7 separate regions of the Mus musculus genome follow, and all the other regions are linked to region 1. Evidence: chromatin contacts called from public Hi-C, HiCAR-type and promoter capture Hi-C data. All regions are on one chromosome and are shown on one strand. Each heading gives the region's core, a stretch centred on a gene start, on an enhancer-like site or on the middle of the called end of the contact. The rest is flanking DNA. Distances are from core to core; before and after follow the strand shown. Region 1 holds the start of Golga3 (golgi autoantigen, golgin subfamily a, 3). Region 2 holds the start of Dr1 (down-regulator of transcription 1). Region 3 holds the start of Pigg (phosphatidylinositol glycan anchor biosynthesis, class G). Region 4 holds the start of Atp5k (ATP synthase, H+ transporting, mitochondrial F1F0 complex, subunit E). Region 5 holds the start of Cplx1 (complexin 1). Region 6 holds the start of Gak (cyclin G associated kinase). Region 7 holds the start of Idua (iduronidase, alpha-L).

Evidence for each region. Promoter capture Hi-C pulls out the DNA fragments that hold promoters and counts their contacts. A called contact is a pair of places that touch in the nucleus more often than the background predicts. HiCAR-type assays count read pairs that join an accessible place to other places. Capture Hi-C pulls out chosen DNA fragments and counts their contacts.
Region 2: a Hi-C map of uterus shows a contact between it and region 1, with 5 times the contacts expected there. The contact joins the promoter of Dr1 here to the promoter of Golga3 in region 1. A contact is called at or near these places in 2 of 39 promoter capture datasets (cranial neural crest and liver) and 1 of 484 Hi-C or Micro-C datasets (uterus).
Region 3: a contact with region 1 is called in a HiCAR-type map of astrocytes, with 5 times the contacts expected there. The contact joins the promoter of Pigg here to the promoter of Golga3 in region 1. A contact is called at or near these places in 3 of 39 promoter capture datasets (hippocampal neurons and liver) and 3 of 115 datasets of contacts at active chromatin or transcription factors (astrocytes, cardiomyocytes and pro-B cells).
Region 4: a contact with region 1 is called in a promoter capture Hi-C map of liver, with 8 times the contacts expected there. The contact joins the promoter of Atp5k here to the promoter of Golga3 in region 1. A contact is called at or near these places in 10 of 39 promoter capture datasets (the C10 cell line, cranial neural crest, frontonasal cranial neural crest and 6 more) and 4 of 115 datasets of contacts at active chromatin or transcription factors (astrocytes, forebrain, large pre-B cells and 1 more).
Region 5: a contact with region 1 is called in a HiCAR-type map of astrocytes, with 6 times the contacts expected there. The contact joins the promoter of Cplx1 here to the promoter of Golga3 in region 1. A contact is called at or near these places in 4 of 39 promoter capture datasets (cranial neural crest, frontonasal cranial neural crest, hippocampal neurons and 1 more) and 2 of 115 datasets of contacts at active chromatin or transcription factors (astrocytes and embryonic forebrain).
Region 6: a contact with region 1 is called in a promoter capture Hi-C map of adipose tissue, with 4 times the contacts expected there. The contact joins the promoter of Gak here to the promoter of Golga3 in region 1. A contact is called at or near these places in 10 of 39 promoter capture datasets (the 3T3-L1 cell line, cranial neural crest, frontonasal cranial neural crest and 6 more), 1 of 484 Hi-C or Micro-C datasets (liver), 5 of 115 datasets of contacts at active chromatin or transcription factors (the NIH/3T3 cell line, astrocytes, embryonic forebrain and 1 more) and 3 of 9 other capture datasets (adipose tissue, liver and pancreatic islet).
Region 7: a contact with region 1 is called in a promoter capture Hi-C map of second pharyngeal arch cranial neural crest. The contact joins the promoter of Idua here to the promoter of Golga3 in region 1. A contact is called at or near these places in 11 of 39 promoter capture datasets (the 3T3-L1 cell line, the C10 cell line, the SN4741 cell line and 7 more), 3 of 115 datasets of contacts at active chromatin or transcription factors (astrocytes, pancreatic cancer cells and stem cell-derived neural progenitor cells) and 3 of 9 other capture datasets (adipose tissue, embryonic stem cells and liver).

What each region holds. Positions count from the first base shown.
Region 1 is chr5:110,175,202-110,179,283 of GRCm38.p6, forward strand. It overlaps Golga3 (golgi autoantigen, golgin subfamily a, 3), which reads left to right and starts at 1,656. Exons shown (of 24, transcript NM_001347389.2): 1 at 1,656-1,721. Gm15787 (predicted gene 15787) reads right to left here and starts at 1,303. Exons shown (of 3, transcript NR_040431.1): 1 at 1,116-1,303.
Region 2 is chr5:108,266,584-108,270,665 of GRCm38.p6, forward strand. Dr1 (down-regulator of transcription 1) reads left to right here and starts at 2,314. Exons shown (of 3, transcript NM_026106.4): 1 at 2,314-3,226. The coding sequence starts at 3,007.
Region 3 is chr5:108,310,911-108,314,992 of GRCm38.p6, forward strand. It overlaps Pigg (phosphatidylinositol glycan anchor biosynthesis, class G), which reads left to right and starts at 1,903. Exons shown (of 13, transcript NM_001310689.2): 1 at 1,903-2,168; 2 at 3,049-3,254. The coding sequence starts at 2,015.
Region 4 is chr5:108,432,076-108,436,157 of GRCm38.p6, forward strand. Atp5k (ATP synthase, H+ transporting, mitochondrial F1F0 complex, subunit E) reads right to left here and starts at 2,324. Exons shown (of 4, transcript NM_007507.3): 1 at 2,251-2,324; 2 at 1,951-2,005; 3 at 1,656-1,754; 4 at 1,171-1,262. The coding sequence starts at 2,286. The coding sequence ends at 1,237. Gm34319 (a long non-coding RNA gene) reads left to right here and starts at 2,326. Exons shown (of 3, transcript XR_003955776.1): 1 at 2,326-2,448.
Region 5 is chr5:108,547,605-108,551,686 of GRCm38.p6, forward strand. Cplx1 (complexin 1) reads right to left here and starts at 2,423. Exons shown (of 4, transcript NM_007756.3): 1 at 2,285-2,423; 2 at 902-1,005. The coding sequence starts at 932.
Region 6 is chr5:108,628,110-108,632,191 of GRCm38.p6, forward strand. It overlaps Gak (cyclin G associated kinase), which reads right to left and starts at 1,668. Exons shown (of 28, transcript NM_153569.2): 1 at 1,392-1,668. The coding sequence starts at 1,536. Tmem175 (transmembrane protein 175) reads left to right here and starts at 1,701. Exons shown (of 11, transcript NM_001163532.1): 1 at 1,701-1,791.
Region 7 is chr5:108,658,225-108,662,306 of GRCm38.p6, forward strand. Idua (iduronidase, alpha-L) reads left to right here and starts at 2,107. Exons shown (of 15, transcript NM_008325.4): 1 at 2,107-2,274. Dgkq (diacylglycerol kinase, theta) reads right to left here and starts at 2,606. Exons shown (of 23, transcript NM_199011.2): 1 at 2,219-2,606; 2 at 1-61. The coding sequence starts at 2,471.

The DNA.
Region 1 (4,082 bases), core at 406-2,905:
TCACAGACCCTATGTGGCCATTCTCTAGGCTCACACCGATCTCCCCTCCTCGTGCTACTCGTATTTAACACTCTCCTAGATCTTCATCATGCTCAAACCTCTCGGGCAGGTTTGAAGCATCTTTCCACAGCTATGTTTTCTTTAGAAATTGACTCAGATTGATGAGATGTCTCTACATTTTTTTTAAAAAATTATTATTGTGTATGTATGTGATATGTGTAAATATATATGGTGAGTGTATTAAAGTGCACACGTTGAGATTAGAGGCCAACTTGTAGAGTTGGTTCACTTCTTCCACCACTATATAAGCTTCAAATTGCCAGTCTTATGCTGCAAGTGACCTTGCTTGCTGAGCCACTCACCAGGTTCAGAGAGGTCCTTTCTCAATAATCCATAAGATTGCAGAATGTCTACCCACCTGTCTCTTTATTCAGCTCTGACATCATCTACTCTCTTGTATGTCTGTTTTTTACTATTTCCCTCCAAGAAGTAAGTTTCCTGAAAGCAGACAGCATCTGGCAAAGTCCTTGGCACACAACAGTCCTCAGTAGATACAGCAGGTTCCCCCATCAACCCCTGGACATATAAAGCTGGGACCCTGTCAGTCCTTTTGTCTACCTCAAGACCCTTCAAATTTGTTCATTGACTGATGAGCAGAAACAAAAGGGAAATATCCAAACAATAGGATATTAGCAATAAGAACGAAGCACTAAAAGATGTACAACATGGATACAATTTGAAAAAGAACTCAAAGCTATACAGTATATGAACCCTATTGGTATGAAATGTACAGGCAAGGACACTCAGAAACAGAAATAATGATAAAATCGTAAACAGGAGCAAACTTTACAGCATGTAAATTATATCTTTGTAAAGCTTTGGTCATTTTTATTTGGGGTTGGAAATGTAGCTTGGAGGTGGGGAGGTTACTAGACATGTTCAAGGCCCAGGATACAATCTCGAGCACTGAAAACAAAATGTATACTTAGCATTTTCCCCATGTAGCAGTGGCAATAGTTTAATATTGTGTTGTGAGAACTTCCTCTCCTTTCCTATCTTCACATACTAGAGACTGAACCCAAGAGTTCTGAACTACACCGCAGACGTCTTTTTACCTTTTAAGACAAGTCCCACTTTATAGTCCAGTCAGTCCTCGAGCTTGTGATACTTGTCAGACTTCCTCGTGGCTGGCAATGCAGTCGCGTGGCGCAGTGTCCGGCCATGTATAACACTGGCAATAATACAAACAAGACTGACAAACACTTAGGAACAAGTTGTCAGAACTGTGGTGGAGGCGGTGTCTGGCGGGGAAGCCACGCCCCGGGGGCGTGGCCACGTGGATCGTCATACCCACCAGTCAGAAGGCCGCGAGGGGCGGGAGCGTGGCGAGTCCAACGTCACTACCACCGGAAGCGTTTTTCTTTTTTTGGGGGGGGGGGGAGGGTTGTCCTGATTTCGTCTCTTAGGCTGGAAGTTGTTCCTCTGAAGGGAAGGCACACAAAATTTTAAGTCCACTTTCTGAAGGATATCTCAATCTGTCCGGAGATCCATACCAACCCCAATTTGAAAGTGGCTACTGGCCGCTGAGGGCAGCCTCTCTTCCGGAACGAAGACCTCGCGGACCGTTTGTTTCCGGGGGGTTGCCCGAGACTGGTACCCTGTTGCGCCCCGCCCCTTGCACAGCCACGTCCTACCGGAGCCGCAGGGTTGGGCCGGAACCGGTGAGGGTTTTGGGGGCTATTACTGAGGAGGGTCGGGACCTTGTGGCAGAGGACCGTGGAGGAACTGTTGGGGCAACCCTGGCCGCGCCCAGAGAGGCGTACAGGGGCAAGGCGGATGCAGAGTCCGGTGAGGGTCGCGCAGACTTTGGGTCAGCCGCGGTCAGCTCAAGTCAGTTTTTGCTTTTACTCCGTGGGGTTGGAAACCTGCCTCGCAGCTGGGTTGTCAGTAAATGCAGAGACTGCTTCTGCACCCACGGAATGCGGTCTGCCCTGAGAGCGTTGCTACTGCTGCTTGGTTGGGTCAGCGTGTTTGAAGTCTGCTCCTTTTGCAGTTGATGACGAACGTGACATGGTGGCAAGTCGTACAGTGCGTGGGGGACTTAGGTTGTTTTGATTCTGGTGCTCAGAGGTGTTTGCTGAACATGGTCAGTGGAGTCAGTGACCAGAGAGAGCTAGGCGAACAGCTTACCACCTTCCCACGGGCGCTTACTGAATGTTTATAGAAAAAGAGGCCCTGTTTGTAAAAGGTCCCAGGATACAGTAGTGTTTTGGTCTCTGTTTTCATCACTTTCTGGTGGAGGTATACTGACAACTCAAAACAGTTGAGAGGATTAGGTTTGTGCAACCTTCGGAAGAGTTTACCTTTGAGTCAAGACAGGCCTCCATGACAAGAATCGTTTGTGCAAAATTATTGAGAGGAATGTCTCAAGAAAAGTGAACAAGAAGTGTAGAGACCCTATGGAGAGTCAGTTGTACTTCTGGATGCATGATATAGCCAGATAATGAAAAAAGACACAGCATGTGAGGGGTACAGACATAAGTAGGAACCCAATTAAAGTGGTCTCCGGTCGAGGCTAAGAAGTTTGTATTTTATTGTCAGTAGGACACTGTAAACCATTTACAAATGCCGCCTGACTTTTATAGTCCGTTAATGACTCAGATACAGTGTACCTTGAATGGAAAGAAAAGGAAAAGCCTGGATAGGGTGGCACATGTCTGTTATACCAGCTCTTGGGAAGTCAAGACAGGAAGACCTCAGCCAGCTTGAGGCCCATGCTACATAGCAATATTCTGTCTAAAAAATCCAAAAGCAGATCGGAAAGACTTCTGAGTGGTTGAATGTTATAGAGTCTGATGACCTGAGTTCCCTGGGAGCCCTGTGGTGGAAGGAAAGCATCCACTCTTCAGTTGTCCTCTGCCCTCCACACAACTGTGCGTATGAACACAGACACAAATCTGGAAAATCTTGTTTCTTCCCTATTTCTTATAAAAGAAAGGAAACAGAAGAAATGAAAGTTGCTCAGATTTAAAAATAGCTGGGTTTTGGCCAATTGCTTTAAGTAGTGTTTTTTTTTTTTCTCTCTCAAGTGAGAATATAACTGCAATTTGGCTCTTTCAACAGCTGTTGAAAGGAGAATTAATTACACTTGTTTAGCAGAGACCCTATATCTTATTGTAGTCAATCCTAGCAAAATTTTTGTATTTATTTTCTCTGTGTTTTGTTTTGTTTTGTTTTTCGAGACAGGGTTTCTCTGTATAGCCCTGGCTGTCCTGGAACTCACTCTGTAGACCAGGCTGGCCTCGAACTCAGAAATCCACCTGCCTCTGCCTCCCGAGTGCTGGGATTAAAGGCGTGATCCACCATGCCCGGCTTTATTTTCTCTGTGTTTTTATTGATGAGGAAATAAGCTAAGAGTGGCTCAGAAATCTACCTAACAAGGTCTTACAGCCAAATGGAAAAACAGGATTTGAGGCAAACGTGTTTAACTCAAAGCATGTGAATTATGTCCTTGCTGTACCTGAGGCTGGCCTTTGGTTTTCACTTACATAGAATGCTGTTTGCTGTTGTTCAATAGTGCAGCACCAACCAGACATCTTCAGGAAGCCAGCCCTGTTTTATCTTTGCCTGTGCGTCCTGTCTAGTTGATGATAACCTCAGTAATGGGGTAGCTGTTGTTTGTGGATCCTGTTTGTGAACTGCTGGGAAAGCTGGAAGCCTGTTGCACCTTAGATGGTCTCTTAATGCAAAATCTGGGTGAACTGCTAAAGTTAGGTATATCTTGGGAATTCCTCAGTGATAGCTTTGCTTTGCCATCCAGAAATGGGAGGAAAAATGGTTAAAAATAAAACTATAAACTGCGTGAAGTGGTACATGACTATAAGGCTAGCATTCAGAGGTGGAAGCAGGAGAGTCACCATGAGTTGGAGACTATCCTGGGCCATATATTGAGCCTTAAATCCCAACCCAAAACAAACAGATTGAGCTGGCAGAGATGGCTCAGTCACAAAAGTGCTTGTGAGACTTGATTTTGATCATTCGCCAAAGCTCATGTAAGAAAGTGAGGCATGATAGTGTACACT
Region 2 (4,082 bases), core at 1,064-3,563, 1.9 Mb before region 1:
GCCCAACGTGGCTTTAAATTGGGGGATGGGGTGGGGAAGTGTCTGTGTGTGTGTTTCAGCCTCCAGAGAGCTGGGATTATAGGTATACAGTAACACATACAGTAACTTCCAGATTTTTTATTTCTTTGTTTTTATATTTGTTTCTTTGAGACAGGGTTTCTCTGGTAGTCTTGTCTACACTGGAAATCACCCTGAACCAGGCTGGCTTTGAACTTTTAAACCCATAGAGATCTACCTGCCTCTGCCTCCCAAGTGCTAGGATTAAAGGCCTGTACCATCATGCTGGGCCTTACCTTTAAAAATATGTTTTCAATTGCTCTGCTGTTGCTTTTCCACTGAACGTGTGTCTTCAGGTTTTTACAGCTTTTCACTGCCCTTGCCTCTCTCTCAAGCTGTTTTGCCATTTGCTTCTTTAGTCTTTACCACTACATGAAAAGCCTTCCTTCCCCATTCTGCCCCATTAGCTTCTTGTTGACACATATCATTTCTTTTTGACCTTTTAACAAAGTGATATCACCTCTTTCATTTATGTCCTTACAGTTTGCAGCTGTACTATGCTGTCCAGAGTCCATCTTTGAGTTATCAATCCTCTTTCCTTATCTTCCCCAATGCAGGCATTGCAGCTGGGTGCCACCATTTCTGACTCCTACTAGTTTGATTTTCCAGAAATATTTCTCTGTACCATTTTCCCATGTGACTTCATTTACAATAGTCCTTTAAATGTGTAAAGTCTTTACTGACATTTTCCTTTATGTTTTTATACTTCTTTTTCATCTTTAAAATCTTGTGAACTTTTAAAGTTAAAAATACTGTACTTCAAACCTGGAGTTGAACTCATTTGCAGTGGCCAAGACCTTTAATCCCAGCACTTGGGAGGCAGAGGCAGGCAAGTCTCTCTGAGTTTGAGGCCAGCCTGGTTTATAGAGTTCCGGGACAGCCAGGGGTACACAGAGAAACCATGTCTCAAAAAGCAAAAATAAAATAAAATAAAATAAAATAAAGAAAAGCTGGGGTTGCAGGTATAAACAATTTAGACAGTGGCTTGGGAGAACTCAGAAGCACTCTGTAGACATGACTCCCATATGAGAAAGTTTGCTTATAATATAGTAATAGCACAAAATGGCAGGCTAACCAGGTAACAGTTACCTAGGACTTAACATTCCATCTAGATTTTAATATTTTATCTAGGTCTTTATACATCTGAACCAAAATTTACTTATTTTGAAGAAGAAACTTGTTCTTTATAATCAAAGATTGAACTTACTAGCACTGATATAATGAAGAATATTTAGTTCCCAGCAAGCATTTTGGAGAAAATGTTGAATGAAAAAATTAACTCAAGGCTGGTGTTCTAGCTCAGTGCTGAAGCTGCATCTAGTAAGGTGGGTAGGAGGGGATGGTTGACAATGATAGTCTCCTGGAAACCAGACATCTTAAAGCATTGCCACAGTCCAGCTGCCAGTCTATCAACAAAGAACACGATGAACTAAACTGTGCACGTAGATTTAACTGGCTTAGTCCTTTCAAAAGTTACAACTTTCCACTATTAATTAATGTGACAGTATGTGAGGATTTGCGTGTGTTGAGACAGGTTTTTTCTGTATTGCCCTGGCTGTCCTGGAACTTGATTTGCCTGCCTGAGTGTCGTGTCCTAAGTGCTGGGATTAAAGGCGTGAGCCACTGTCGCCCAGCTGAGCTTATCTTAAAAAAAAAAAAAAGTGATTTCTGTGATGAACGTGGCACTAGTTATTAGTAATCACTTGGAACGAAGCAGATATCGGACTCTCATAAGATAAACCTTTTTTTTTTCTTGTCTTCCTTTCAAAAGCAAGTATGCAGAGGGCCATAGCTCATGGTATGCCAAACATTTTCATTACTTTAGATCAGACTACCAGTTTCCTGACTTAGCCACTTGTGGTACCGAGGACAGCCACTTCTTTGAAGGCTTCATTTCTTTCTCACAAATGAGAACAGGGAGCTCTGATCTGAATGCTGTGAAGTAGTTGTAAAGGCCTGTCCTCCCCACTCTGCTCTTTTCACTCCGCGCCCTAATCCCGACAGCTAAGGAGATAGGAAAAGGAAGTTCTTTAGTAAGGACCAGGGCTCCCCTGCCACGTGGCCCTCCGCGGGCCCTTCTGCCCGCAGAGCAAGCGAGCTCCAGGGCCCGACGGAGGAGACGCCGGGTCGCCGTGCGTGGGGGAGCGGCAGGCGGAAGCTGCGGGCTGCCAAGCCCCGCGGCTCCCGCCCGTCCGGGAGGGGGTAGGGGCGGGGCGTGCACACGGAAATCCATCGAGGAGGGCGGGTGGGACCTGGGGAGTTCGACTTCCGGTGGCGCAAAGCGTGCCGGGATCAGCTTGCGGCAAACCTCCTTCCCCGGCCCGTAGAGAGACCACCGTTAGCGCCGCTCCTGCTCGCACAGCCTGCTCTCGGCCACACGCTTGGCCGCTGCGGCTCCCGCAGTGTTCGGCCCGGTCCACTTGGTTTCCCAGGCAGCCGGCGTGCGCTCAGCTGCGGCTTCGGCAGACATGTTGTGAGGCGGCGGCGCGGGTGCCTGAAGGATGGTTTGGCCGAGGCGGCTGCAACCGCTGCTGGTGGCGGCGTCCTCGGGGGCTCCGGCTCTGTAGAGCTGACCCTGCTCAGTGTCCGCCCGGGACCGCGGCCGGGCGGGTATTCCTCTGTCTTGCGTGCGCTCCCGTGCCGTTTAGGTTCGGTTAGACGACAGCGCCAGTCCGTTTGAGGCGACACGCAGGGTGGTTCTCCAGCCCTGGGAGTGGTGTCCCTAGAACCCTCAGCCCCCTGACCTTTCCTTCATATTCCCACTAAAATCTCTCACACAGTGGGTGTTCCCTGCCCTCCAGCCCTCCTTCCTGGTTTCTGCACTCTCTTCTCTGAGCTTCCCGGACCCCAACATCCCTCTCCAGGGACAGCCTGTTGAGAAATCTTCGTGGAGTGGTGGACCAGAGGCGAGGAGTTTAAAAGTTGGGGCTTGAAAGACAGGAAGATACGATGGCTTCCTCGTCTGGCAACGACGATGATCTCACTATCCCCAGAGCTGCTATAAATAAGATGATCAAAGAGACTCTTCCTAATGTCCGGGTGGCCAACGATGCCCGAGAGCTGGTAGTGAACTGCTGCACGGAATTCATTCACCTTATATCTTCTGAAGCCAACGAGATTTGTAACAAGTCAGAAAAGAAGACAATTTCACCAGAGCATGTTATACAAGGTAAGCGATTTGTGTGGGATTTGGTTTCGATGAAGGATCAGGGGAACAGTCAAGCTAATAGAGTAACCACTTGGCGTCACAGAGCCTTCATTCCACTTCACTAGTAAGCACAGTTAATGAAAAGTCAAAACGGCATAGAGACAGCTTGTACCTTAAGAAAACACCTATGTAGCATTCTTCTGACATTGTTTTCATCCGGCTAGTGCAAATAAGGAGTGCAGACATTAGGGTCAACAGACATCCGCAACCCCTCACTAGTACAGTTTCCAATCAGGTCTTAAAACAACAAGAATTGACTGCCCACAGCTAAACGTGGATAATAACAACTGAGAAAGGAAACTCAAAGTTCTCTCTTGGAAAGTTAAATTTTAGAACTTCGAGCATGAGTTGAGTCAGAGAGTACCTCTCCCTCACCTGTATCGAGGAAAAGATTCATTTTTGAACACAGGGGTAGGAAAAACCCTTGGGCTGGTGACGGAGGTCAGTGGTGTATCATCTAGCAATCTTGCACAAGGGTCCTAGCATTGAGTTAAAAAAAAATATTGACATGAGTGTGTTAAGTGTTGTAAAGTTAATTGCTTTTCAAAAAGGAAGTATATTTTTGCTTTAAAATCGCTAAGAAGGTGGAACAGTCATCACCAGGTAACCAAAGCGAGCACCACATTTTTTTCTTTTTGACTCCCTCCAACTATTGATTGTTCTTTGAAGATTATTTGTAAAAGATGACTGGGGCAGGGCGGGAACGACAGTCCTGGGGCTTGAACGTAGGGCCTGACACACGCTAGTCAGCATTCTGTTGCCGGTCCTTCTCGCCTGCTGGTCCCCTTTGGATGTGTTTATACATTTATCTTTTATT
Region 3 (4,082 bases), core at 653-3,152, 1.9 Mb before region 1:
TTGTTTTTTCCTCAACTTGACACAAGCTAGAGTCAAGGATCTGAGAAGAGGATAGTGGACTAAACCTCTGAATGTAAGGCAACCCCAATTAAATGTTTTCCTTTTATAAGAGTTGTGGTCATGGTGTCTCTTCACAGCAATAGAACATTGACTAAGACAAACTGTGACCCAGGATATTTAAGCCAAATAAGCCTTTTGCTCCCAAAGATGTTTTGGTCATGGTGTTTTATAACAGCAATAGAAACCCTAAGACAACATGTAACACTTCAAACTATATAGTCTGAAGTTTTAATTGGTTAATCATTCTTGTAGGAAGTTAAGTGTAAGGTGGTATTCTTTCAGGAACTTTTGTTCATAGAAGTTCATGTTTATGTGAAATGAGGAATAATGTACACACTGCAGTTGGTAGTCTAGCGGGACAATAGAGTTCGTGTCTTCTGTGTTTTGTTTTGTTTTTCTCTTCTGCTTAGTTGTTCTGTCCATTATCAACACTAGGATATTAAAGTGTCTAAACAGTGTTCTTCTATTTCCTATTTCTACGTTCATTTGTCAGGACTTGCTACATGTACTTTACTGATATTTTATGTGCACATGCATGTATATTCCTGTGGTACTGTCTTACTGATATTTTGATTTAATAAGACAGTGTGGTATTGTCATAAAAACACCTAATTAATAAACTATGTCATTAACTAATCACTGATAAATTCAAAGGCTACACACACACACACACAATTTATTTGTTTGTTTATTTTTATTCCCTTCCCCCCTCCCCCAGACAGGGTTTCTCTATGTAGCTGCTGTCCTGGAACTTGCCTGGAAGTCACAGAGATCCATGACATAATATTTTTAACACCACTCATGTTGGGTAAACATGCAGAAGAATGGAACTGGACCCTTCCTTTATACATACAGAAATATCAAGTAAAAATGGGTTAACCACTAAAATTTAATATCTGAAGCTATAAAACTCCTATAAGAAAAAGGTGAGAAGAAACTTCACCAAAACTGATGCTTTTTTTCCCCCTTAAACATATAACACCAAATTCACAGAGAATTACCACCAAAAAAAAAAAAAAGTACGTGTGATTATGGTAAACTGAAAAAAAAAAAACATGAACTAGATGAAAATTTAGCTTACAAATCAAATATAAAGGTTGCTATCCAAGATATTAAGGAATTCATACAACTTAACAGCAGCAAAACCTCTATCTTGTTCTTGGCTTCCTAGAAAAACAGAGTTCGTGAGAAGGGGTTTGGGTCTTTTGACTTACAGAAGCAAGGTCCGCAAGGAGAATGAGTGTGCACAAAGGAAGACAAGGCTGGGGTGGACTCTGTTCAAAGACCGGCTTCTGTCTCATTGCATGAGCCCGGGAAAATTCCCGCATCTAGAGCGGAAAGACCTTGCCTACCAAACACGTGGCCCCCTACGGTTTAGAGGTTCCTTCCAGAGGACAGCTTTCCAAAGAAGGGGAGCACACTCACTGATTGCCAATCGCATCAGGATCGCTTAATCTGCAGGCTTGCCCCAGACCCGAGTCTGTCAGAGTCGTCCTGTCAGAAAACTGGGGCCATAACACCAGGAGGAAGTGAGTAGGACTAATAATACACCAGAAACACCAGCAGCTAAATACTGCACCGACACTGGGCAGCGCTAGATGCGCCTGGCTCAAGGCGCACAAACTTGGAATCCTGAGATGGCGGGGCAGGTGCGGGGACTCTCGGTGGCACCGGAAGCGAGGCTCCCGAATGGATCAGCCGGGGATTCCGTGGACCTTTGGGTTCGGGAGGAGGCAGGGACTCCCGGGAGAATCACCCCGGGGCCGGTCCGCGGGGAACGTCGTCAGGGAGCGACCGCGGGCACTCGCCACTCTGACGTACTTCCTGTGCGCTGGGGCTGGCGAGGCAGGCTGGGAGGGAGCTCTTGACAGTCCGGGTGTGGGCTCTGGGTGCGGGTTTGCAACGCCCGCTGTTACACTAAGTTTCGGGCCGACCGGCCCAGCGGCAGGGCAGAATGCGGCTGGGCTCCGGGGCCTTCGCTGCCAGCTGCGTAGCGATTGAGGTGATCGGGGTCGCGATATTTATTCGGGGATTCTTCCCAGCTCCTGTTCGTTCCTCTGCTAGACCAGAGCACGATGCAGAGACCCCAGCGCCCGAACCCGTAGCAGGTATAGCCCCCCGCCCCCATCTCGGTGGTTCCCGCTTTCATTCTGCCCCACCACGGAAACAATTTGTATTGTTTTAGTGTTGTTTGTGTATCATACACCTTCGAGGCATTCGCAGCCTCCCGCCCCATGTCGACCTATGTGATAATCAGAGGATTCCCAGAGTAACTCCGACTTTGCGTCTTGTTTGCCGCTGTTCAGTGATTCGTACCCCTTTTCCTAATAATCCTTTCAATCACTACCAATTTAGGTTTCCAGTTTTGGACCCATAGGGCATAACAGGTGATGTTTCTTCAGATCTCCTCCAGTTTTCTACAACTCTCCCCCAGAAGACCTCCCGGCCCTCAGTGCTTAGGGCCTCTCTGCATTAGCACCCTAGTAGCCTCACCAACACAGAAATAAACACCTGATACCCACTCCGCTGCAGTGAAACAGGTCCATATAATCACAGCCACTGGACATGTAAACCCATAGGTTCACTGCCTGCAAGACTAGGCTTTAGGGCAAGCTCAGGGAGGCACAGTTTCCAACTGTATGTCTCTTAGGTAGAAGTGGCCCTGTCCTGGACTCTTCACCTTGCTAAGAGTAGTGCACTACACATTCCTGGGATACCTACTCATTGTTAACATACTGTCCAGCCTAGCCAGGAGATGCCCTTCTTGGTAGTCACCTGCAGGCTGGTTACAACCCTTGAAGGAACCTTCACAGTTGTCTTGTTTGGTTTCTTAGAAAATTAACACAACACTGGCTACCCAAAATGGGCCTTCTTTCAGGTTGAAATAGATTTGATGTGTGCTAGAAGAACAAAGGAAAAAGACATTGAAGGCAATGGAGTGCTGAATGGAGTTTAAAATTTAATTTCCCCTTTTCTAAATACTTTTAGGAGTCCGTTCGAACTGGACCAAGCTGCCACCACCTCTCTTCAGTAAAGTGGTTATTGTGTTGATAGATGCATTAAGAGATGATTTTGTGTTTGGGTCGAAAGGTGTGAAGTATATGCCCTACACAACGTATCTGGTAGAAAAAGGAGCATCTCATAGCTTTGTGGCTGAGGCAAAGCCACCCACAGTTACTATGCCTCGAATCAAGGTAAATTTAACTTGGTTAAATTTTATGAATCATGACTTGGCTCTTTTGAAGGTTTAGAGCGATTATTTAACCGACTTGGAGACCCTGTTTTAATAACATGGGAAATATTTCAGTGTTGTCAGTGTTGCTGGGCAGTGGGGTGCTGAGGAAATCCCATAATAAGGTAATCTTTTTACCCCTTGTTAAGTAGCTGAAGTTCATCCCTCATGGAAAGGGGGAGGGATTTAGAACCAGATTTTCCAGGCCACCGTAGTCCAGGAGGTATCCTCCTTTGTGGTGGCCTATTGTGTTCCTTAGTCGTCAGGCTTGAGGGAGCCTTTGGGCATATTCAGCCTAGTTCATTAACTGTATATACAAGAAGACAAACTCGGTCAAGTTAAATTATTTGTCAGAATTATACAAAATGATCAAAGAACTATGAACTGGTCTGAAGAGCTGTTACTTCTACTACATAATTTGTTGTTCAGTCTGATGAGGGCACTTCTGAAGTGCATTGTGCTTTACCTAAGAATTGTGGCGGGGGTGGGGGGTGGGGAGGCTGGAGAAATGGCTCAGAGGTTAAGAACACTGACTGCTCTTTCAGAGGTCCTGAGTTCAATTCCCAGCAACCACATGGTGGCTCATGACCATCTGCAATGGGATATGATGCCCAGTTCTGGTGTGTCTGAAGACAGCTACAGTGTACTCATATAAATAAAATAAAATTAAAAAAGAAGAGGAGGAGGAGGAAGTACTTAGCAACTACTAGGTGTTGATACTCTAATGAATATACATTTGGGGGAAACTGATTTCATGTGGCTTGTCGTCTCTATGGATGTACAAAGGCAT
Region 4 (4,082 bases), core at 1,074-3,573, 1.7 Mb before region 1:
TGTTTGCTGTTGATGCTGCAGCTGTACAGAGGAGCCTGGAAGGTAAAGCAGGGGCAGTCCAATGGGCCCTCACAAGACTAACCTCTGAGATGGGCACTATCTGCCAAAGAACAAGCTTAAGGGAATCTCAAAGAATCTGTCCTCCTGACAGGCCAGCACTAACTGGATGGGGCCATTCCTGGGAAGAGAAGACATCCGGAAGTTTGCCTTTAGCACTATGGGGCATAGGGGTGGCAAATTTAACCCTCAGAGCCCCAAATAGTGGGATACCATGAGCAGCTCCTCAGCCTCTAAAACCAAATAAACAGCTCTGAAGTATGTATATGCTGGCTCTCATTACATTTGTAGATCTACTCACTTTAAAACAAAAACAGGCTACAGACCTAGAAAACTTATCCAAAGCCCAGAACAGAGAGGTAGCAGTAACACTTCTAGTTTGCTTTTGGTTGTTGTGATAACCGTAACCAAGAGCAACCTGGAGGGTTTGCTCTATTTGGTTTACAAAGTCTCCGTCAGTCGAGCAGAAGCAAGAGCCAGGAATCACGGAAGAACACTGCTTTCTTATAGGACCATCTGCCCACTGGGCTGGGCACTTCCACAAATTAACCATCAATTAAGAAAATGCTCCACAGACATGTCCACAAGCCAATCTGATAGACAAGTCCTCAACAGAGGCTCCCTCTTCCCGGGTGTCTAGTTTGTGTCAAGTTGACAAGAACTAACTAGCACCCCAGCTGGACACAAGGGCCTAGTCGTCCAGGCCTCCTTGAATAGTTCAGCTTTAGGTCACTTTCTAAGAACTAGAGAAGAATTATCAGTTGGGGGCACAAGACCCACGTTATTGTGAAGGCATCAACACCCATCCTCCTGTACTGGGCCCGAGCTGCTGACATAAGCAGAAGAGTGCAGATCAGAGCAGAGCAAGCTGCTTCCAGGAGGCTAGGCCACTCCAGGGATTACCCCGGCATCCCTGGAGCCCTAATTTGGCCTTACCACTGCACCTTCACATGCCCCAGCACTTCTCGCTTTGTCTGTGTGTCTGGTAATGATCATTAATTCCTTTGAAACTCCACCCACTGCACCCCACCCCCGACCCTCCCTACCCAAGGAAAAGCCAGGATGCAACCACAGAGCCGGTACCTAGAAGCAAACAGTAAAGAGAGAGGAAGCCACAGCATCACACAATGAAGCTTTATTCGTTCTCAACGACTAGAGAAAAGCAAGCTCGCTGACGCCTCACTTGAGAATGCTGTCATCTTGAGCTGAAAAGTGAGAAGAGACCATGTCAAACATTATACAGACTTGGGCCACCTTACGGGGACTTGGGCTTTAAACAATCAAGAATCTAATTCCAAGAGAACCCTAACTTCATTACTAAAACCATCCTTTGCATCCCCAACTGCCTTCTCCATCTGACTGGAATCCACAGGAAGTCAACACAGAGGGGTCAGAGAGCCTGCTCAGCAGTAACCTCTCGAAAGGCAATTTGCAGATGCTACCCAAGAGAAGGGGCAGTATGCCTCTCACACTCCACTGGGCTCCACGGAGGACAGCACTGGACAAAACAGTCATGGGATGAGAGGCAGCCCCTGGTCCACTAAGCAGCAGCTACTTCCAGAAAACTCGGGGGTGTTGGGAGAGGCTAAAAGCCATACCTTCCGCCAGTTCTCTCTCAATCCGTTTCAACTCATCTAGTCTCTTCTTTTCCTCCGCTGCTATTCTCCTCTCCTCCTCTGCCCGGGGTTTTAGGTAACCTGGGGGGGAGTGGAAGCAATTAACTTCTCTGAAAATGCTGCTTCGTGAAAAAGCCGACTCCAAAATCTCCAGATAGCTGTTCCCACCTGCCCCCCTCTAGGGCCTGGCATCATCTCCCTCCCAAGGAACTGCAGGCTCGAGCAGTGTCACACAGCCTTTCACCCGGAATCCCGTTCTCCCGGTCCCCAAACTCACTGTAGCGCTTGGCGCCGTATGCCATGCCGATGATCAGAGCGGAGTACCGGCCGAACTGCAGAAGAAAACATTATAGTAGAAGGCACACCGAGGGAACAAGGGGATCGCAGGGGTCGGACATCGAGGAGTACTGGGAGAGGGAGTACGGGGCGGGTGTGTGTGCAAGGGTTGCAGGGCCGGGATTGCTCGAGACCACAGCCAGCAGTCCCAAGGGTGGGCAATGCTAAGTCACGGGAGGGGAGGGGAAAGGGGGCATAGAGGAGCTTTGAGCACCGCGCAACAACGGGGATGAGGATTCACCTTGATGAGTGGAGAGACCTGAACCGGGGGCACCATTTTGTCCGTGACCTTCGCGCCGGAAGCTCAACTGAGGCGGAAGACAGAGAATGAAAGCCGCCTCCTGAAGCCAGAAAGGCGCATGCGCCGCAGTGAAAGCGCTGCCCCCTAGCGACTGGAGGATAGCCGAGCGTTCCCACGGGGCTGGTTACTACTCTCCAGGTAGGAAGTCTAGGCTGTTAGTGTAAGCTGGCTTCAAAAGGGTGGTGACACAGAGCCTCGTTACTTCAGCACCGGCGTGTAATGACTGACCAGCCCTGGAATCTGTCGCCCACCTGTTGTGGACTGGAGCACGCAAACAATCCCTTTATCTCTTGGAACAGACGAGCACACCTGGCCGACTCCAGCGGCCCATTGGGTGCGGTGGGTTTGGGCATGAGATTACAGAACTTGTATTGGCCCTTCCTGAGAGGTCAGCAACCTTCCAGGGCTTTCCTGCAATTTCCGGCATTGGACACATATGTCCTCCGACCAGTGTTTTCTCGCCCAGAGCTCCTAATTTCCATTGGGCTTTACAGGTAATGTTCATCCAAATGAGGCTAACCCCTGCATCTCCCTGCCCACACTCTCAGGACTACAGATCCTGAGTCCTATTGACCTCCTTTTCAGGCCTCATAGAGACTGACCATGGAGCACCCAGATTGCCAAACTTACCTTTCTGCAGTCCATGTCCCCAGAGTGGGTACCTCTCTAGCAGCCATGTCGGTCTAGACCAACCCTTTGTGATCCCTTTGGCAAACACTTATCTCCAAAAGTATTTACATTATGACCCATAACAGTAGCAAGATTACAGTTATAAAGTAGCAATGAAAATAATGTTATGTATGGGGAGGGTCACATAAGGAGCTGTATTAAAGGGTCACAGCATTAGGAAAGTTGAGCATCATTGGCCTGGGATGGGGCAAGATGGAGACAAGGTGATTATCAGCTGTGTCTATTGGCAAGCATCTTTGTGTACATCTGTCATAGTATAGATTGTAGCCACCCACTGAATGGCTGGCTTTACCCCAATGCCCCATAGTGACTTGAAATCTTCCTAAGGCTGTTGATTGAACCAGCCTCCTCAGTTTTGCATTGCACCAGGGCTTGGAAAGGTACACAGTCTGTAGGGATGGGGTATCTTTTCCTGACTCTTTATAGTCCATACTTATAAAGAGAACATAATTATGAATATAAAGTGGATAAAATGCAGCAATGAAAACTGCAGGACTCATAATAGGTACCCAGCTCTCCGGGGCCATCAGAAGAGGAACCATTGCCCTAGGCTCTGGAACTTTGCCTACATTTGATCTGGAGTCAAAGCCCTAGTTCTTCTCTGTTAGAATCCTAGAAATGTTCCTAAACTGAGACGAGAATTACCCAGGCCATGTGCCACAGGTGCTCCACATACTCTTACCTTGCCTTTGAGACGTTCCTCACTCCCATCCCTACCTGAGCCACAGTGAGATTCCTGCCCTCCTGCCAACTCACTGCTCCCCAAGGAAGCTGCAAAGGCATGCTAACCTACAAGGCACCAAGTAAACTTCCTCACCCCTCATGGTCATCTACACATTGAGCCCCCTCCCTTCCCTGATCTTGAGCAACTGGTTAGATAACTTATGTGATCAAACAGGTTTCCCTCATTAAATCTTAAAATAAACCTGACTCCTTAGCAGCTCAAGCTTCCAGAACTGCAAGTGTCTTTGGGGGTCCAAGGGGAGTGTGGATTGAGGGGTGGGTACCAAGGGGAGTGTGGATTGAGGGGTGGGTACCAAGGGGAGTATGGATTGAGGGGTGGGTACACAGAAGCTACATGG
Region 5 (4,082 bases), core at 1,173-3,672, 1.6 Mb before region 1:
GAACTCTCAGCCCTGAGGGTACACAAGGGTATCGGGGCACCCAGAGCAGGTAGCTCTGAACAAACATGAATTCCACCTAGGGCGATCTCAACCTCTACAGGCTTGAGCTGACCAAACTGCCCTGCTGAAACCCATTGCAGCCAGATGGGTACCAAACCTTCGGCTCACTGGTTCAGCACCTCCAGCACCTCCTGGCCAAGAGCTCAGTTGACTGTCCTCTACCAGCTTCTAGTCCTACTGTTGCTAGCTACAAAGATGGCTTTGGGCCAAGTGAGGACAGGACTCTTTTCAAATAGTGAGTGAGCAGGCTGCCCTCACGCAACGACATAAAAGGAAGCTATATATTCTCTGCAGAAGGGGTCTTGGTTGCATAGCTATCCCTTCTTGTCCTTGTGAATAGTACTGTGTCTTACCTGGGAGAAACCCATAGAGCCCAATGCCACAGTTGGGATCACCCAAATCCTGTTTCCTAACCCAGTCCTGGTGCACAGTTTGTTCCCAGGACTGACAGAATGAGGGCTGCTCACAAGCCTTGTTAGGATATCTGCCTTGATCAATGCTGCTTGGCTCTTGATGTGTCTCAGGATGACCAGTGGGTTCCACTGCACCATGGCATGGGGACATGGGGCCATATTACACAGCACGTCCTCCCCATATCTCATATTAAATCCCAAGGCTTGAGTCACCAGGGGATTCAAAAGTACTGGGCTGGGGGACTGCCTTAGGCTTGTTCAGAGTGTAAGCAACCATCTGCAGAGCCTGTGCGTGAGGTCAGAAGTGGTCATGCAGCCATGTGTTTTCGTGCCACTGCAGTGGTGGAGACATGTCTCTCTGAGTATCAGGTGTCTGTGTATCGCTGGAGGCCCAAACCCATGCGCCCCCCCCCTTGCCCACCTCCTACCTCCCAGGGCTTGTTTCATCACGAACTCCATGGTGATGGCTTGGTTCCTCAGGAGCCACTCCCGGGGTCAGATTTCACATTCAAGTGTGGTCAGGGTCTTCTGCCTAGAGAGAGTAGGTGGTCATAGGTACCCTGACCAACCTTTCCTGAGACCCTCATCTACTCCTTGCTCTCCTCTCCACTATCCCAAGAGTCTAGGGTGAGAGGCTTTGTTCCCACACCCAGACCAGGATGGCAGGGTTCAGAGCCCAGCCAAACCAACAGTTATCTTGCTTCTTCTGGGGTTTCTGAAGGAAGCTTTTAGATGCCACTGCAGCTCACAACCTGGGGCCACCAGTTACTGGAGACTGGCGCCAGCCTCCTCAAGCGGGGGTGGAGCCCAGGGGGCATTTGAAGGTCAATGCTCCGCTGTAGCACCCAGGTTCTGGCTGCTCAGCCTCCTTGGCAGTTTTGGAGCTGTGGGGCAGGGGTCCCTCTGGGGAAGAATTGGAGAGACAAGTCCATGAATGTCCCTCAGGAAAGGTCCTTATGACTTCTGACTAGTCTCAACTATATCTGTCTCTAGAGAGACTCTGGAGGCCCACAGCAGAACTGGCCCTGGATGGAGTCCCCGTCTTCCAGTGGGAGGGGAAACAGATGACCCACTCCTGCTTCTGCATGGGGTAGGGCAACCCAAGTCAGAATGCCCAGCGTGGACTAAAGTGCCAGCAGCATTTAGAAAGGTGCTTTCTGTAATGCCAACAGCTGCAAAGACATCCCTCTTTGTAGAGTCTTTCCTATCAGGGAACCTGGTCCTGAGGGATCCAGTGTTTCACAGGTTTCTCTCTGCGGAATGAGACCCGAAGGGGTGCCAGGCAGGAAGAGTGTCCGAGAAGCTAGGGGTTCAGGGATGCCTTTGCAGCAAAGCCAATTGCCTTCTAAACTTCTCTCTGTTTCCGGGAATCGGGGGATGGGGGCTCCGCAGGGCCAGCTGTAGAGAGGCTAGGACGCTGCGGAGATTCCGCAAAGACCAAGGCATCCCGTTCTCTCGCGGCCGCCGCACCCTTTGCTTTGCTGGGCGAGGTGCCCGACCGGAGCACGGCCTCAGGCCGGAGCGCGCCAGGGAAAGAAGAAAGAAAGAAAGAAAGAAAAAAGATGCCTATGGGAAAGGGAATCAAGGGCCGTTTCAGCACCTCACGATGGACAGCGCCTTTCAGGCTGAGCAACCTTGGGTCTGAAAGACAAGGAACCAAGAGTAGGGGAACCTAGGATATGGGTAGGAGACCCACGGCTAGAAAGCGGGGATCCAGAAAGGGAAGCCCAGGAGTCGGGAAGAAAACTGGGCTGGGAAGGGGAAAGGAGGGAGCCGGTTAAGGTCGGACTGGCTGCTAGGGCGCCGGTTACCTTCCAAGGTGGACGATCAACAGCAGCGCGCTCTCAGGCCGGCGGGGTCCATGTGGCGCTCTGTGCTGCTGCGGCGGCTGAAGGACACCGCGAGGAGGGCGCGTCACTCAGAGGCGCCCCCGCCCGCGTCCCGCATGACGAGGAGGGCGGGGCTCGGCGGAGGTAGGGGGGGCAGCCGCGCCCCCGGTTCCCAGATCCTGGCCTGGCGCGCGCGACAGCTGCATTAGGGGCCCCTCTTTGGCCTGGGCCACTCTCTCCACACCGGCTTGGAGACCCTCCTGAAGTCCTACTGAAGCGCCCTCCTGAAACGCTGGGAGAATGCAGGGATGGGGTCACCATCCCTAATCTACCAACCACGTTTGCTCCTGACCGGGTTTCTTTGCTCTTTGCTGGCAGGGCGGGAGAAGGCGAGCACAGCCCGAGACCCCCGATCGAGCAAGATAGGCCCACACATCCAGGCTTCTCCGGTGTGCAGAGCCGCCAAATGTGGCTTTGGTGGGATAGAAACCCCAGTCAGTCAGGGACGCCTGAAGGTCACTGCGGACATGGATGGGCGGGGGCTCCTGGGAGACAGCCACAGCCCCGCCTCTAGGCCGCCCCTTCCCCTGGCACCGGGATTTCAACTCTGCGGCAGCTGCACTGCAGAGCCCAGTGGCCACAAGGTTGGCCTGGTATCCCTGCAGTTATCCTGGGGGGCTTCTGTGAGGCAATCGTCTTCGCAGAAGTCAGAGCATGTGGGGACACCTAAGCTGTTTTTTATTCTGGCTAGCCAGGTGGTAATTCCTGACCCGCAGAGTCTAGTGCTGATGGCCATTGCTTTAACTGTTAATGTTCCTCCTGGCTGAGTCATTCTTAAGGATTAGGTTGTTCTTGACCTTCACCCAATTCAGTGAAACTTCTTGCCTCATGAGTATTCCCCCTTCACCAACATTCCAAAGCTGCCCCAGGGTGCTTGGTGGCTTGAATTCGAGGGCTAGGGGTGGGGAGTAAGGGAGGGTCCATTCCAGACTTGCTTTTATCAGTTTTTGTTCCTTTGACCTAGCAGATTCAAAGTAGAAGAGACCAGGAACGGAGCTGGAGTGGAGACAAGAAGAGAAAGTGTTAAGCCCCACACCTTCTGCCCTGACTTCAGCCTGGGGCCCTGGAGTTAAGGATACTGTCTGATCCCACTGGTGAAGTGCCTGCACTGCACACAGGCATATGCCTAGGAGGAGAGGATCATTTAGGAAGTTGGGCATGACTCACATCAGACACAGAAGAGTTAAGTCTCCCAGTGCCCTTCCTACTGGCACTGTCCATCTCAGTTCACCCACCACACTCATGGTAAGGTTGGTTGATGCCCAGAGCCTTGTTCAGGCCCAGGACTGATGTCCTGTGGAATGGGGTCACCTGCACACAGATGTGCCCAGTCTGGCTCATTCTGTGTTTTCGGAGTCTATAGTAGCTAGCAAAAGCAAGGGCCACAGCAAGACAGACTCATTACTTCTCACCTGCTTTTCTTCTCCCCGCCACGCCACCAGATGGACCTGACCTTCTGTCAGCAATCCCATAGAAGACCCTGGGTTAACCTCTTGAGACAAAGCAGGCCAACCTAATCCATTCATAGTCCTGAGCCCAGCTGAGATTATTAGAGGCAAAGGACCCTAGGACTAGTGGGCTTCCACTTTTACTTCCTCTGTCTCTGGCTGTCTCTGCCTTCCTGTGTCTACCTTTGTCTCTCTATCGTCTCTATATCTGCTGTTCTTGTTTTTATGTCTCAGTGTATCTCTCTTTGTTTCTCTGTCCTAGCTTTTTTTCC
Region 6 (4,082 bases), core at 418-2,917, 1.5 Mb before region 1:
CTGGCATACTCCTAGATACTGATGAACAAAATAAACAAATTAATAATAATAATAATAATAAAAAGGCACAGTGAGTGCCTGAAGAAGATTTATTCTCTTGCAGAGGAGAAGAGCAACACTGGATTCCTAGCAACCATACAGAGGTTAACGACTGTCTCTAACTACATTTCCAGGGGATCCAATGTCCTCTTCTGGTCTCAGCAGGCAGTACACATAGATACTGTCCAGTGATGGAGGCAGGCAAAACACCAGTTTTTTAAAAAAGTAAATCTTAAAAAAAAAAAAATCATAAAAGAGAAAACACGATTCCATCACACAAGCTGACTACAGAGCCTGTGTGAGGAAGCTACAAACTCAGACTGACCTCAAGACACAGAACTATGGAACTGTCTATCAAACAAGGTTCTTTTTGTTTGTTTGTTTTTCGAGACAGGGTTTCTCTGTATTGCCCTGGCTGTCCTGGAACTCTCTCTGTAGACCAGGCTGGACTTGAACTCAGAAATCCGCCTGCCTCTGCCTCCCCAGTGCTGGGATTAAAGGCGGGTGCCACCACGCCCGGCTCAAGCAAGGTTCTTAAAGGTTACAGCTACGGGCTCTGTTTCCTGTACCTTATACGAGGTCACTACAGAAAAAACTCAATAGGTGAGGCACTTAGGCTATAAAAGAAAACAAGACTGTAGGGCCCCAGTCTATCCTCTACCTCATCAAGCAAGGGAAGACTCTACAGGCCCCAGAACTCAGCAGCACAAACACTGCCATCTCAAGACAGTCCTCGGGATGCAACAACAACGCTGGATATGATACAATGAATAACAGCTTATGACCCCAGAGTGACTGTGCTCACCTTCTGACCTGACTCCACCTTTGAATCTTTCTGTATATGCCCCAGATACAGCTTTGACCCTAAGCAGAGGTGGTCCTTCCAGACCCAAGCCTCCTTTACTGGATAACCACCTGCTAGCATGACCCTTGTACTACTAACTCTACCCACCAGGAAGTAAGTGTGCAACCCGAAGCAGTCTATCCTCTGCAATCACCACCAAAGGCCTTAACCCACAAGCCCCTGTGGTCTCTCTTCCTGGCAAGACCCTTCTCCGACCTGATTCACACCCCAGCAGTGGCCCTTCATAGCGATGGCCTGATTTACATCCCAGCAGTGTCTTTTCCCGCAGACCCTGCCCGGAGAGATGACTCCCTGCGGCCCTGATCTGACCCACACCTCAGTCGTGACTCTCTAGGTCTCAGACTTGATTCACACCCTGGACACGATCCTCCTTGCTGCCCCTGCTTAAAGCGGTGACCGTCACGCGCCCTGACTCGAACCACACCCCAGCAGCGACCCTCCTGGGCTGCTCCTGCCTCCCGCGGCCTGGCGACGCCTTACGCCTCACCCTCGGCCAGGACCCGCCGCACCCGCAGACGCAGCTCGCCCAGCTCCACTGTCTGCCCCACGAAGTCACTCTGATCACGGCCCGCAGCTCCGCCAAGAGAACCAGGGCCCGCCAGGAAGTCCAGCGCAGACTGCAGCAGCGACATGGCGTCGGCCGCTCCGCGGCAGCGGGAGCCAGGCTCCAGCTCCGCACTGCCGGGTTAGCAGCTGCGGGCGAACAACCCGGCCATCTTCCGCCCGCGCCGTGACGTAAATCAGAGAGCGAGTTGCGTCCCGACGCTGCGGCCCCGCCCTGACGCAGCAGGCGGAAGGGCGCGTGTTTCTGCAGAGCCAGCAGCAGCAGCAGGCGCAGGCGCAGAGGGTGCGATCCTACGGACCTCAAGCTCCTAGGAGGCACGGAGGTAGGGCTGTCGCCATCTGACCCTAACCTCATCTGGTTGCTTCCGCTGGCCCAGGTCCAGCCTAGGTGGCTAGAGCGTCGCGGGACGTTGGGCGCGCGCTGCGGACCGCCCCAGAGCCCGCCGCTCGCGCCTGACGCCTCAAGGTAAAGCGAGGCCTGGAGCCCACCCTAAGTGTCCCTAATGCCCGGTTTAGGAGAGGAGGGTATCTTGCAGACAAGCAGCCAGCCTATGAGCCACAGACACTTATGTTTTGGTCCACACAGGTTTGGGGGAGGATGAACTAGTTGCTAGAATTAAGACCGAAAAACGTAGTTTTAAAAGGGGGCGGGAGAAAGCTTCACAACGTGTATACAAAAGTCACCTGGCAGCACTGGACGCAGAATCCCGTGTGATGTCAAACACTTAGAGCTGTCCATCTCAGGTGAGGCAAAGTCATGGGATTCCCCACTCGTCTCTGTACCTCCGAGGTTTCTGAAGCCATATGAAGTTGCAGAGCCTTGGGTAGAGTTTGTGCTTTTGGACTGAAAAATGGATCCTTAAGCCCAAATCAACATCTTAACTGTCCCAGGATTGTATGCTATTAAATACGCCTTGGGGGGGGGGGGGGCGCTACCTGCTCTTTAAAAAGTCAAGTAGAAAAGAAATGAAAGATTATCATTAGTATACAGTGAGGTACGTGGTAGGTGAGACAGTAGTTTCCTAGAAATGGTGAAGTGGAAGCTTTGGATAACACCTGGAGGAATAAAGAACTGATGAAGTAGAGATGGTACCTGTAGGTAACTGAGGAGATTTGTGAAGAAGAGTGTGGGAGCTGAAAGGGCAGTGTGGTGTTAACATGATCTTAGATGGGAGACTTGAGCAGCCTAAAGCCAATGGGAAAGAGTGAAGTCTTTCCAGTATAGTGGAGAGGAGTACTGTCTCAGAATAGTAGGACAGTCAAGTCACATCCAGATAGAGGATATGTAGTGTTGGTATAGAAATGGCACCTTTCTATAAGAGAATCACTTATAAGATGCAGGGAGGAGGAAGTAGCTACGGCTTGCAGTTGCAGGTAACTTTATGTTATTACTGGAATGAAGTTGAAGGGATTTTTTATTTTTTGGTGGCTTCAGATCTCATTATTTAGAAGGAAAATAAATCTGAAAGCAAAAGGAAAAAGTAGGGAATTGGAGGCTTGGTAGCCTTCAAGAGACCTAAAACATCATGAGAAACATCATGAACAATTCACTACAGCGTATAGTGAAACTTGACACCATAAACTCTTGCTGGCATGACCTAGGACAAGTGGAAATTTCTAAATCATGTAATTATAGATCAATTTTATGGCATTGTAGTAGATGCCATTCCAAGACCATTTTAACTGGAACTGCATCTTGTGGTCTCTCGTGATCCCACCTCATGTATGAACACATACAGATTTAAAACTGAATCCGTGCTCTTCCTCCACCAACACATTCTCTTGTGGTAGTAAAAGATATTGCCCAAGAGTAAGTTATTTTATAATGATGAAGGGGTGAAATCATAAAAAGAGTGCATCAGGGCTGAAGAGATGGCTCGGTGGTTTAGAGCTCTTGTGCTTGCAGAGTGCTGGGGTTCAATTCCCAGCATCCACATGGCGGCTCACAACCACTTATAACTCCAGTTCCAGGGGATTCAGCGCCCTCTTTAAACTTCTGTAGGCAGTAAGTATGCATGTGGTGCACATAGGTATATGCAGGCAAAAGTCATACACACAAAAAAAAATTTAGTTTAAAACAAAAAAAAAAGATGTATCAACTATAAACATGATTAAAGCCAAATTTATAAAGTGTGTTAACTGAGAAGCTAATAGACCCAAAAGGAGAGAGACAAATTGGAAGTTGAGATAGTTGGAGATTGTTTTCTCAATGAGTGATAAGTATCCAGAAAATCACAGAGTATATAGAGGACTTAAATAGCCCTGTCAGTCATCTTGAATTAATGAACATTTATAGAGCAATTCCTATTAATGCACAGAATTAGTATTAATTAGCAGATACACATATTTTCCAAGTGTGTAAAGAATTACTAACCTAGAACATCTGGGCAATGAAACAAGCATGTTATCTGATCACAATGAATTTAACTAGAAATTAGCAGTGTGAAAAATGTTTCTGAATGGAAAAGGATAGTATCCTTTTATGTGTCAAAGAAGAAATCAAAGGTAGTAGTTTTGTACGAGCTGAAAATAAAAATATAGAATTTCAAAATAATGGGGTAGTATTAAGTCATTAGTAGGAAATTGATCACATTTAGTGACTTTAGTGTTCATC
Region 7 (4,082 bases), core at 857-3,356, 1.5 Mb before region 1:
ATGCTTGTGCACGGGGTCTTCACCTGCTTCAGGCACTTCTCATGGGACATGAAGTTGCAGACTGCAGGGAAGAGATGTGCCAATCAGTCCACCTTGCTAAACACCATAACAGGGCTAAGAGTCCATCATAAAGAGGTCACTCAGCCAGAGCTGACTGGGGGAAGTTCTTGAGCTGAGCCAGTGAGCATGGTACCCATCCCTGTTTCATCCTGTGATCCTAGGCAGTAACACCATCCTCAGGAGCTGGATGCCATATTAGAACCATGGTGGAAGATGAGTGTGTTCTGCTGTCTTGGGAGTGGCCCAATCCCCTCACACTGCCTCAGTTCCCTTGTCTCTGGGGCCAACAGAGCAGAGAGCTGAGTCCCCAAAGACAGGGTGCACATAAACAAAACACACCTGGTTGGGGAGGGGGGCTTGTTTCCAGACCTCAGCACAGCAGAGCTTCAGCAGTGAAACAAACTTGGAGATGTACAAGAGGGGACAGAAAGCTGTGTGACATATCAGAGGCAGGGCAGGACAAGGGAGTGAGGGGCCTGGGCTGGGCTCCACAGGTGGGATACTGATGAGAGGCTGTAGAAATGAAGGGACATGGCTACTAAGTCAGCCTGAGAAGCCAGAGCCTATCCAGAGGGCCCCAGCTGCTGCTTCCCTCCTGCTGAGACCCCAGACACCTCATTCTTAGAAAGAGACAAAAGTTTTCCATGGGATGCTCTGCTTGAAGGATGCTAGGAGAAAAGCGGATGACTAAGTAATGACCTAACAGGAATCTTCCCAGGCTCTCAATTTTCTCCACCTCAAAAGGTCTTGCCAGCTGCCTTCCCTGTAGGCTGAGACCGTCTTATGTTCCTGCAGGTGGAAGGCTCCTGCCCATACCCTTGTGAGGACAGCTACAACAACGCTGCTTAGAAGGGGCTCTGCACCCTCTTCTGGGTAACAGAACCTTGGGCTGCTATACATGAGGAGTTTGCTTAGGTTTCCTGATTCCACAGACCTAGGCTCAGGGGTCAAATCTGTGAGGGGTTCCTTGGATTCAAATCCTACTTTCATTATCTCTCAGTTCTGCAGAGATCCTAGGTCTAGCCTCCTATCTGTGGGTTTGCCTCCACTACCTTTACCTTCCCAGAATAGACTTAGACTTCAAACTATGCCTTCTATGACTTTCAGCCATAAAGTGAGTCAGAGGACCATCCTGCCTAGGCCACCTTTGTACGGCCTGGGGCATAGCTTCAGATATGCAGCTAAGTCAGTGTATACCTCACAGCCTCCATCTCAGTGGGACTCTGATATTTTAAGAGGGCAGATAGGACAGAGAAAAACAGGTGACCACTCCTATGTCACTACTAGCCCTGAGATCCCATGACAACCTTGCCATCCTCACTAGCAGAAGACACGCCTCTGTGAGGAGCTATGGCCTCAGTGATCCTGCCCAGAGCACACTAGTGTTCCCCAAATAGGGCAGGTTCATTGCTCCCACCTTCGGACCCTGGTCAGGTGACACTGTCAAAGGCCCAGATGTCCCCCACAGATTTGGGTCTCAGCTTCTTGTGAAGCTGCCTCTTCACAAGAGTAAGAATAAAAAGAGGGGCAGTCATGGAATTACCTGGAGAGCTGAGAAAGAGGTGCCATCCTCTGTCCTGCCCAGCCGGCTTGGCAGCTGGGTGGGAGCTGTGCTGGGACATGCCACAACTGTAAAGAAGGCTGGGCCTAGCTCTCCAAGCAGTTGAGCCTGAACAGAGCAGCATTAAATCCCTCTGTGCATCAGCATGCACTCGGGACAAGAATGCCCAGGACCCACAGCCAGCCACTCCTGCTGCCCCAGTCACTGACACGGGTCACTAGTGGGAGCCCCATTGCCCCAAGTCTCAGTCTTACCTTCATATCTCTATGCCCAGGCCCAACAACTGCCTCAGCACACACCTTGCCTCTTACAGCGCCTTTGCATTACAACAACAGCACTGCACTATGGCGACTCGGTCTCCACCTCCCACTAGGAAATCCTGAGATCTCAGGTCAAGAGAGGCCAGACCCAGGGTACCCCTCCTTCCTGACCTTAAAAGCAGGGTGTCACCTCCATAGGAAAGTCCTACTCAAACCAGAGTCTGTCTCTGTGCCCACCCACTGCCAAGAGGGACAGGTCTCAAAGGTCAGGGCAGTGTCCCGGGAAGGAGGGCATCGGCTCCTGGGAGCGGCCTTAGGACGCGGGGTGGACTCTCACCATCGCACAGGAAGCCAGCCAGTCCCCAGATGAAGTCCGAGCAGAGGTGGCAGAAGGTAGGCTTGGTGAGTGTCACCTTGCGAAAGCTGTGGCCAGGTGCTGCGGAGCCAATAGCTCTGCTAGTCCGCTCCGGCCCTGACCCCGGGCGTGTGCGGCCCGAGATGCCCAGCACTGGACTGCCGGCCGGGCTGCCAAGACGTGGGGAACCACTGCCCGGCCAGGTCCGGGCACCGGGCTCGGCTGCCGCCGCCATCCACAACCCGAGCGCCCCAGCTCCAAGCGCACGATAAAGCCAGGTCCGCGGTGTAGAGAGGGCCCTCGGCAGAGCCCGCTCCCGGCTTCCGACTGCGCTACCTAACGCGCAGGCTCACGTGGGCGGGGCCAGACTGGAGAGGGCCTCCTGAGGGGCGGTGCCGTCCTGCCAAAGGCGGGGCCTCTGGACTAGACAGAGGGGCATGGTGGCCCAAGAGGATTTGTTCTGACCTCCAGCGCCAGATTCTCCACACAGGATACTAGATATATGAGGCCTTTGCTCGTATAAGCATAGGAGAAGCTATATGGAAACATTCAGTGGGACTTCCACAAGCTCCTTTAACCCCTAATTCTACGCGCGCGCGCGCGCGCGCACACACACACACACACACACCCTCACACACACCATGGCAAAACTTTCTCCCACTGTGTTCCCAGGTCTTTGAGTACCTGCATGCAAGGGAAGGCCATCCACAGTAACCATAGCTTTGTGTTGTCCAGACAATGCCTATGACTTTGGACCTAGGAGTCATTCTGCCTCTATTGTCAGCAGCCCTCAAGGGCCCTGCTTCTATAGGCCGACTCTGTTTTGGAGTTGGGGAAACACTACTGGAATGGTGATCCAAAAAGTTCCTGGCCTCTAGCCTATTCCCAGTAGCCACAGAGTGCATCAAGGGAAGGAAACAGCGACGAGAGAGCTCTGTGTGTATGAGGACATCCTGGTCTATCTAGTGAGTTCTAGGATAACTGAGGCTATGTAGAGAGGCTCTGTCTTTTAAAAAAATATATATTTATTTTATTTTATCAGTATGATTGATTTGCTTACATTTTGTCTGTGCCTGGTGTCAGAGGAGGTCAGAATAGAAAACTGGATTTCCTGGAACTGGAGTTACAGATGTTTTTGAGCTGCCATGAAGGTACTAGAAATAGATCTAGGGTCTTCTACAAAAAAACAAATGCTCTTAATCTCTGAGCCATCTCTTCAGTTTCCTTAGTAGTCTTCTTAACAAGTCCTGGAAGTTTCTAGTACAATCTAAACTAGGTCTAGAATGTTTTTTGTCTCTGAGACTTACTGTCAAATAAGCTCACCCTTTCTTATGCTTCATGAACTCTTGCTGGCTGCTCAACTCTGCTGATCTGGCTCAAATTCCTCTCCAAGCTGACTGATTCAGTATGGCTTCTCTCTCGGCCTCTGACTTTTTGCCCTGCTTGACCTCAAACTAACTCCAGCAATCTATTCTACTCTTCTAACTCCTTCTCATTCTCTGGCTCATTCTGTCTTTACCTATGCCTAAATTGTTCTCTCTGTAAAACTCTCCCAGTAAAATTGTTTGCTTGCTTGCTTGCTCTTCCCCTCTTCCTCTCTTCCTCTCCCCTCTCTCCTGCTCTCTCTTAAATAGCTTTCCTTTCCTCTCTCTTCTTGTGAGATGTGGGCAGTCCTATTCTGTCAAATCATTCTCTGATTTACCACTTTGCCATTTAATCAGACATCATTTTCAAACATGGGTGCTTCCTTCTATAAACTAACTTTACCTTCATTGTTTGGAATTAAAGATGTGTGCTAAGGGCTAAGCCACATCATAACTAAAAAAAGATTTGTTCAGTAAATAAC